2 separate regions of the Sus scrofa genome follow, and region 1 is linked to region 2. The links are chromatin contacts, called in public HiChIP or PLAC-seq maps. All regions are on one chromosome and are shown on one strand. Each heading gives the region's core, a stretch centred on a gene start, on an enhancer-like site or on the middle of the called end of the contact. The rest is flanking DNA. Distances are from core to core; before and after follow the strand shown. Region 1 has its middle 140 kb from the start of AGBL1. Region 2 overlaps AGBL1 (cytosolic carboxypeptidase 4).

Region 1 (4,529 bases), core at 1,116-3,615, 240 kb after region 2:
AAATAATTCTGTCAGTGGATGGGGTTGTTCAGCCAATGCAATCCCCTGAGGTTATCATACAGATCATAGGCGGTTCTTTGTGGGTACACTGTGCTAAGTAAGCTTTTATTCATAAACCCCAAACATATTAGGCACAAAACAACTAAACACCACCAGTGAGATACCCAGAGATCACCCATTGGGCTGAATATCGAACATATGACTCACAGGATTGTCCTCATGTCTGTTGTACCTTGTAAGGAATAGCAACATAGTGTAACTGTTGGGCATAAGTGTAATATATGGGCTAGCTCTCTGACGTGACACTGTCACCTTGTCAGCAGCTGATATCAGAATCCTGATGGGGGCATTCACATTCGGGAGCTGAGCCTGAGGGAGTGGCCCCTTCAAAAATGCCAGGCCTATTCCCTTAAGTGATCAGAAATATTCAGAACCTTTGATTCATCAGAACTGATTCATCCCTACAGAAGTGCCTGTCAGGTAAGTCCTGGATTTCTGTTCTTTACCAACCCTGACTCTCCAGCCTTCTCTGTGCACCTGTCAACTCCAAAAAACCATATAAATTAGCCAGACTCAGTCTCTGTTGCTTACAAACAAATGCCTGCTTCCTTTGGGCCCTAAATTAGAACTAAATAAACGGGTTGCAGCTCTAGCTCAGATTCTGTCCCTGGCTAGAGAACTCCATATGCTTCAGGGTGGCCAACAAAAAGGAGGGGGAGAACTAAATAAACATCAGGCTATGAATGAATGTGACAGTCACCTTCAGGATATACCATAATCTCAAGGGCATGAAACATTTAAGTTTCTAGAACATCCTTCTTTTGATCAAGAACCATTGAATGAGATTTTGAAATCAAATTTATGGTTATCAAAGGGGAAATGTGGAGGGAAGGATAAATTAGGCATTTGGGATTGGCAGATACATACTACTATATATAAAATAGATAACTAACAAGGACCTACTGTATAGCAAGGGGAAATCTACTCACTATTCTGTAGTAACCTATATGGGAAAAGAATCTGAAAAAGAATGTATAAATGCATGTGTAACTGATTCACTTTGCTGTACACCCAAAATTAATATAACACTGAAAGTCAACTATACTCTGATAAAATTAAAGAAAGAGAACCATTGAATGAGCACCCACTGTGTCTTCAGCATTCCTTGTCAAGCATCTCCAGAGAAAGAGACAGTAAAAAAAAACATTTTGTCCTGTACTCCTTGCCCTGTTCTTAAACATTTTCTCTGAGTTATAGGGCCCACAGGAGCTGCTGGCATAGGTTATGTTTCAGCCAGTTTTCCTGCAATTTAGTTTTAAATAATTCGCTAAAATATGCTAAGTAAGGCAACATGCTGCTTTGATTGTTGTTATCCTCTTGTTCCAAGATTTTGGAACCTGTTTTCTTGTAGTCTGAGTTGAGCAAACACAGACCACCTAAGGGGTTAGTGTGGGAAGTACAGAATTGGAGTGTTTTTAGAGGGGAAAAAGTAATACACTTTTGAGCCTTTCTGTCTGACTAAATGGACTACAGTGAAAAGGTACAGATTTTTCCCATTTTTAGTGACTGTCATAATATGAGCATCTGTTTCTTGAGAGCACACTCACTCTGTAGCTGCTCTTTTTATTTGTTGTTTTATTTCATCCTCACTGGTAAAGAGGCAGCTCAGAGTGGCTGAGATGTGCCCAGTGCCTCCCAGATGTGGAGGGAGACAAGCAGGGATTGAAATTTAGATCCTTCTAATTACAAAGCCCAGAGCTTTCCCAGCCCCGCTTGATAATCCTTCTAAAAACAAGTGACTTTTTAAGATATGTGTTTCCTCAAAATTAGTTTTATCCATTCCTCTCTTCTTATAAATGAGAACAGTGGGGCCAGGGGGGTTCTTGACTGGTGCCATAATAAGGACTAGAACTCGGGACTCCTGAATTCCAAATCATTTTCTTTCCCACTACCTCGCCCCACAGGAAACCTCCCCTAAGTCCATCATGGTGCTGATTCGGCTGACAGCCTACATAATTCCAACCCTGAAAATAGCAAATTTCATTGTGTGCACTGACTCCCATTCCTCTTTCCTTCTTCCTCCTGTGTCTTTGAAGCCTCTCCTTATTTGAACCCCTTCCCGGTTCCTCCTACCCTTTGGCCAGAGCAGCTGCCAGCCTGGCTGCCCCAAGCCCATTTTGGAGCATAGAGTCATTCCAGTGTGGCCAGGGACAACTGCAAAGCCAGGAGAGGAGTCTAGTGGGGCTGGTTTCAAGGGCAAAGGAACAGCTGGTATTCAAGGCAATCACTGCCAGCCTGGGAAGGGCAGAGAAGGCCCTGGGGACCGAGAGGGCACAGGCGTCTGACCGCAGCCCTGCAGCAGCCAACAAGGCTGGAGCCCAATGAGGCTTAACTGTCCCTCTAGCCGTGTGGCTCTAGGTGCCCCCACAGCTGACTGGGCAGCTCGGCTCCAGGCTGGGACGTGGGGTGATGACGGCTGAGCAGAGAATAAGGGTATTTCTTCCTCGGCAGAGAGGAACCCTTGACCTCCAGCCAGCCAGAGGCTAAAGGCAGCACAACGTAGGGCAGTGCTACTCAAAGAGGTCCTTACTGGAACAGCATCGGCATCACCCAGGGGGTTTGCCACTATGCAGATTCTCAGGCCCCACCCCACACCTCCTGAATCAGAACCTGTATTCTAACAAGATCCATAGATGATTCCCACGCACCTTAAATTTGAGACACTCTGGTCGAGGACAGCAGTTCTCAAAGGGGGGTTCCCAGGCCAGTAGCTGAGAACTAGTGAGAAATGCAGGTTTCCAGGCCCCATTCTCAGACTGAGGGAAGAGCTCAGCAAGCCATCTGCAGGAGCCCACCAAGAGGCTTGAGGCACATTCAAGTGTGAGCAGCGCTGATTCAGAGTCTAGCTTACACATCTCGAACCAGCCCAGTGGGAGGAATCTCAAGGAAGTGGTCCTGATCGCAGCTGGAAGAAAGAGAACATTGGTTCTGGTCAGCTGCAGAGGGAAAGGAGCTCTGTCAGCAATTCTGCTCTCCTTTGCAGTCCCTACAACAGCATCGCAAATGATGTCCCCAATTTGGTCCCTCCACATCCTCCCCACCCACACCAGCTGGTTTCCACACAGGGTAGGAGGAGTCAGGGAGCCAGTCATGAAGATCGTGAATACACAGGAGAAAGTTTAAAGATAGAGGAGTCACCTTGGCCATCATTCTCACTGAGCGTCACCTCAAGAACCAGACCTCTGGGCATTCTCACTATGAAAAAAGCTGGGATAGAGAACAAATAGGGATGGCTACCGGATGTGGGACATATGGAAAAATAAGCCAGGTCAAAGGCCAGTTTGCAAAGGGAATGAAATCTGGGCTCTCTAATGAAATGCCTTCATTTTGTCTGGTTATAATCTCCTGAGATGAAAATCTGTATAAATAGCCAGATTTGGGATCTTATTTCCAGAATAAATTTCACTTGGTTCACTCCTTCACCTGAACATGGTGAAAAGGTTTTATTTACCAACTATATCCATGCAGCTTTTCTTTGGTCGTCCACCTGGGGTCTGTGCTTTAGGACCCAGGCCGCCCCAAATGGAAATCTCTCCAAGTTCAGGTGCTCCACCATATGGGTTAAATTGCTGTGGGTGTGGCCCCATTTTAGCCCCTGAACTGTAGGGCATCATTTACATTTTGCTGATAAAGGCCTGGGAGCAGCCGAAGGAACCACCCAAAGGGCTGGGAAGATGCTAGTTAAGAATATCCTTTGGGCACCTGCAGTGAGAAATCATTATTTTTCCTGTGTTTAAGCCCAAATCTAACTCCAGGGGAAATCTGGGGAGTAGAATATTGAAAAACATAAATGAGTTGAAGACAAAGTCACAGCTCTTCATCCAGATGATGATGGGGCGATGCTGTGGTTGTTTCAATGATGGAAGGAAGAAAAACACTTCCCAGGCTAACTGGTAAGAAGGACATGGGTTCTGTAAGTGGAAGCAAACATGGGCCCGGTTTGGATTCAGAAAGACTCAGATTTGAATCCCAACTCCTGTTTGTTTCCAGGTTATTAGCTAGCCCCATGTATGTAATCTCAGCTTCCTCATCTGCGAAATGGGAATCCAGGTGCCCACCCCATAGATTAGTGAGAGGAATAAAATGCAGTAATTGACATGAAAGTGTCAGCTATCTGGTCTGTGCGCAGACCTCCTTCCCCTCCCTCATTCCAGTGAACCAGCTCCAAGAAGGCAGCACCCTGGGAATGAAATAAAACCACATTATTTAAATAAAGCACATCACCAATGAACTCTGACAAAGATTTGAGGACTTGCAAATAATCCTATAGGAACTATCCAGGGTGAAAGAGAAATCACTGAGAAACCAATTTCCTCCTCAGGTTCCGAGGGACTGTTACAAGCAGCGGTGAGGAATGAGTACATAAAGATGACGGACGTTACCACTGCCCCGTTCACCCACCAACATTTTCAAAGTCGCTCAGAAATATTTCCAAAACCGCATTTCATTCTTCTCCCAAGAAACAAGCG
Region 2 (4,570 bases), core at 890-3,389:
ATTGAGTTGGCTTGTCTCTGCTAAATAAGTATATTCCCATCACAGAAGATACTCACAGCCCCATAGGAAAAGCAGAGTGTATCTCCTTCATGCACAAGCTTTATAATTCGTGATATCTGAGGGAGAATCAACCCTTGAAGAATTTGGTGATGACCTATTAGAAACATCTCTTCCTTCACAGCAAGGGGGAAGGTCATAAAAGTCTTTCTAATAAGGGTCTTTCTGTACCTACCTCTGGTTCTTCAAATCCCCTCACCCACATACTTGCGGGCAGTTACAGTACTGTGAGGAGGGCATGATTTACAGGAAGACACAAACGTCTTTGCAAAAGCTCTTTACTGAGTCAGGCTGTGCTAGAAGATTAACTTCTACATGCCCCACTTCCGGGAAAGTGAAAGTGAAAGCCTGCCTCCAGTCTACGAAGGGAAAATGAAGGCAGATCCATGAAGAGATATGGGCAGAACAGGCCTCAGCAGATGAAGATGGGAATGGAGTTTCTGTGGAGAACCCTCCCCAGGGCAAAGGGGGCAGATCAGCCCGTCCCAGGGTGTGCAGGCCCAGGAAGTTTCCTTGTTTTGTTTTGGAGCCTCTTCCTATTCAAACAATTCAATGCACACAACATCAGCATGTCAACAACATTCCGTCTGCCCCATCTTATGGCATGCAAAGAACAAAATACTGCTCCAGATAGGAGTGATGATCTTGCCAGATATTCCCTTCTGAGTGAAGGACTGACTATGGAATCTAAGGACAACCCCATACACATGGGTTCCAGAGCTTCTCCTCCTCAAGGTATCCAGTCCACCTCCCTAAGATGTCAGGTCATCAGAGAGTACTCCAGAGGAAGATAAACAGACTAGGAACCCTGCAGATGGCACTGCCAATGCAAGCCCAGCTCAGATCCAGAAGAGTATGTAACACATGTCCAGGAAGGATCTCCAAAGTCCTGGGCCTCCTAAGTCCTTGGGGCCCACAACAGTGGTCGTTCTGGCACAACTCCAAGGGCATTTCTGGACAAAGGCATGATGAGGATGTTTCCACAGAACAGGAAGTCAGTGTATTTCACACCCCCAACACCAGTCAGAAGGTTCCTCCCACACTGCATTGTTGTTGCCATAGACTGTCACCAACCTGAAGACATGTCTGCCTTCTATTCTTTTCAAACACCCATGACTAGCACCAAGACAGATGCTTAGAATGTTGTCAACTAAATGTTAAAAGTCCTAGTTCAGGGCAAGTTTGATTTTCATTTTACAATAGAGCATCTTAGAGAAATGAATAGTGTCTTAAAATTAAGCTAGAAGGCTTTGTTCAACCCTTCTGGGTTTCAGTCACCACATCTTAAAATGAAGGATCTGGACCAGCAGATCCTTAAAGACTTTCCAAATTTAGATGCTATGACTTGAATATCCAAGACTGGCCCTAATCAGGGAGAGATCACTGGCTTCCCAAAAAGATGAGAAGGATTTAAACCAACAAACCTAGTCGCCAAGATTTAATACATGTAGGAAACTATTCATTCTACCATCAGCTACAGGCTTGGAGTCAGATGGCAGACGCACTAATCACTCTGTCAGTGAGTTGTGTCTGCCTTGTACACTCCCAATAGAAGCACTTGTGGGGAGGGGGTGGAATTTTTTTGTTCCTGTTCCAAGGTATTTGAGGCATACAACTTCTGAAACACCAGTGTGAGCCCATGCTCTGAAGACCACAGAGTCTAATTATATTAAACAACAAAAGTCACAAAGTCATTAATTGGGGGGAGGGTAAGGGGAAATGAATGCCCAGGGAGAAGTTCAGTATCTATTTTGAGAAATAGGAAAATTTGCTTCTTTGTCTCAGTGATAAAGTAGCTGAGTCACCCTATTGCTCATGGTCTCAGGGAATCCATTAGCTTTGGTTTAGTCTCCACTCATCTATCAGCTGCTATGATCAGATAAAGTGGAATGGTATGATGGTTGGAGAAAGCCCAGAAGGTCTGGCTCTGAAAAAATTTAGGAATTTTAAGGGAAGGAAAGGAGGAGCAGGACATTTTTTAGAGCTCATAAGTTGAAGATGAAATCACTGTAAAGAGCTGCCAATGAAGCAATGCCTAGTAATCCTGCACTCAGGCAAAGCTCAGATGCCAGACATGCCCTGAGATCTGGGCTTTGAAGGGAGAAGATCACTTCAAACTATTCTAAGCACAGACACAAGAGACTAAGCTAAAGAATTTGCTTATGAGGCTTGCTAAAGACCCAACACATCCATCTTCTCCTCTTGCCAAAGTGTCTGAGCCCAGGTGAAGCACAAACGCCATGGCCCCATGGCCCCCAAAGCTCCTAACCCTGCAGAGTATAAATCACAGCAGGAAAAATCTGCTGCAAGACCAAGAGGACATTCACAGGGTTGGATATGGGAGATACTATTGTGTGTGAGGATTAGATCAGCAGGGTCCTGAATAGCACATTTCCTGGCCTCCTGTCTTCTTGGGAGATCTTCAGCGAAATTGCAAGTAAGGATGAAGGAACTGTCTCAGCCCGTGGATGAGCTTTCGGATTCCATTTCTCGAGGATGGTGCAATGATCAGGGAATACAATAGAGCATGAGGACCAAAGTCTGTTAGGAAGACTCAGCCTATTCCTGACTGACTCTGATGTCTGCGAGGCAAAAGAACAGAGTTTAAAATACTGGGAGATAAACCAATGATAACAGCTGATAATTCAGCTTCAGGAGTTAGGTTAACAATTACCATGTGAAAATATGGCCATGCTTTGGAAACAGTCACGTGGACAGACAGTGGAAACTGTCATTATTTTTACCCAAAACCTTTAGGTCCACCCTAGAAATGAGGAGACAGAGGTACAGAAGGTGTGGGGGCATGGAACAAACATGAGCTCCTCTAGGGTCGCAAGATGAGTCAGTGACAGACAAGCAATCCATCTTTGCCTCAATAAATTTTCCTACTTAGTGAATTTGGAAAGCTGAAAGACAGCTTTGGTAGACATAAACAAATTTGTTCACAGTAGAACGATCTAGCAAGAGCTATCTGACCCTGGCCCTGTGTCATTTCTCCCTCCCCCATTCTATAAAAAGCTTCCCCATAAATTCTAAAGCCCCATAAATTGTAGCTGAAGGGATTATCAAACCCAATACTAGAAGCATAGCTCTATCTCAAATAGTAAGCAAAGTCTGAACGTGAATGCTGTCCTTACATCCCCTCAAAGTCAGATCCTTCTCTTCTGCTAATTTCGGTCAAGTTCTCCTGCTTCCCTGCCCCAGTGAGTGAGCCTCTGTTCTTCCTGTTCATGCTGATGGTTGTGGCCTCTCATTCTCTTAGCATGAGTTCTCTTCCATAAGGCCCCTCAGTCCCTCTCACAACAGAGATCTTGGCAGGCCCGCTGCATCATTTCCCAGACAGGTTTAGACATGATAGAACCTCTAATGTGGAATCAACTGGGGACCAAAGAAGAGTAAGATAATAAATAGAACATGCCTATTATAGCACACTCTCAGTAATTGTTTATTCATCGTTATTCACAAAGTATATATTTTTTAATTTAAGAATTTCTTTTGAATTGAATTAAGAGCCCACCATGGTCCAGGCACTTGGATAGAGCCAATGAAGAAAAGCAGGATAAACACAATTTGATTTCTACCTTTAGGAGGTTTAGAATTTAGAGGGGAGAGAAGACACATAGGCCAACATAGGACAGAATCAAATCTGATCTATGTTAGAGGAAAATATGAGCAAAGTGCTAGAGGAGGGGAAATGCCTTCTATCTACTTAGGTGGAGCATGTACCATAAAGTGGGGCTTGAAGGACAGGGGGAGCCTCTACCATTCAATAAGGCATAGATGCCCTTCCAGAATGAGGGAAGCACATGAAGAAATATATGGAACAGGATAGGGCATCCCTTGTGCACAGAGAGCTGGCTCAAGAGAGAGGTGAGAGAAGGAGTAAAAGGCAAGGATGGAGATGGAGATTGCTTTGAAATCAGGGAGGACCAGTTGGAGGGTTATAGGAGCTATTTGGGTTCAACAAAAACTGCTCAGGCAAAAGCAATGGTTATAGGGGAACAGATACAAGTCAACACCCATCTATGGGAGTAAAATGGTGCCAGCCTGGTGGGTGTTTAGGAAGTGAGGAAGACCTGGAAGAGCTACCTCCCCTGGAGTGAGGGCTGACCCAAGGCCACAGAGGATGAGTGAAATTGCCCCCTCCTGCCCCTTCCCTCCAGAAGGTGTGTGGTATGTGCCTCTGTCATAAATCTCACCCTGAGTACTCTCTGGAGACAGGGTTTTATTGGAGGACAGCTGCATAACTAATTTTAGGTTTGTGCTAGAGAAACAGAGCAGGTTTCATCTCCAGGGCAGGGAGGAGTCATAGTGACACATCTCTGGGCATCTGCTCCTACAAAGGCTTCCCAGAATAGCTCTCCCAGAGCCTGCTAGCATTTGGAGGATGAGATTCAGTAGGGCTATTCATGTCTGTTGACATCTTACTTCATCCCCATCCTGAAAGACACATACAAACCCACAGGTTATGGCTTCCAACTGGAGTTGAGTAAACCCACTGGGTCTCCTGGAG

The links. HiChIP or PLAC-seq counts read pairs in DNA pulled down with a chosen protein or histone mark.
Region 1: an H3K27ac HiChIP or PLAC-seq map of skeletal muscle shows a contact between it and region 2. The contact joins two enhancer-like sites. A contact is called at or near these places in 1 of 47 Hi-C or Micro-C datasets (epiblast stem cells) and 1 of 2 datasets of contacts at active chromatin or transcription factors (skeletal muscle).

The regions. Positions count from the first base shown.
Region 1 is chr1:193,677,021-193,681,549 of Sscrofa11.1, forward strand. No RefSeq gene overlaps it. Among named protein-coding and RNA genes, the nearest start is that of AGBL1, 140 kb to the left of the region's middle. Within about 2 kb of position 2,366, at least 1 of the 83 cell types and tissues checked has an H3K27ac peak or open chromatin away from gene starts, as enhancers often do. A contact at or near this core is called in skeletal muscle, where this site is marked.
Region 2 is chr1:193,439,987-193,444,556 of Sscrofa11.1, forward strand. The region is part of intron 5 of AGBL1 (cytosolic carboxypeptidase 4); the gene reads right to left. Among named protein-coding and RNA genes, the nearest start is that of AGBL1, 92 kb to the right of the region's middle. Within about 2 kb of position 2,140, at least 5 of the 83 cell types and tissues checked have an H3K27ac peak or open chromatin away from gene starts, as enhancers often do. A contact at or near this core is called in skeletal muscle, where this site is marked.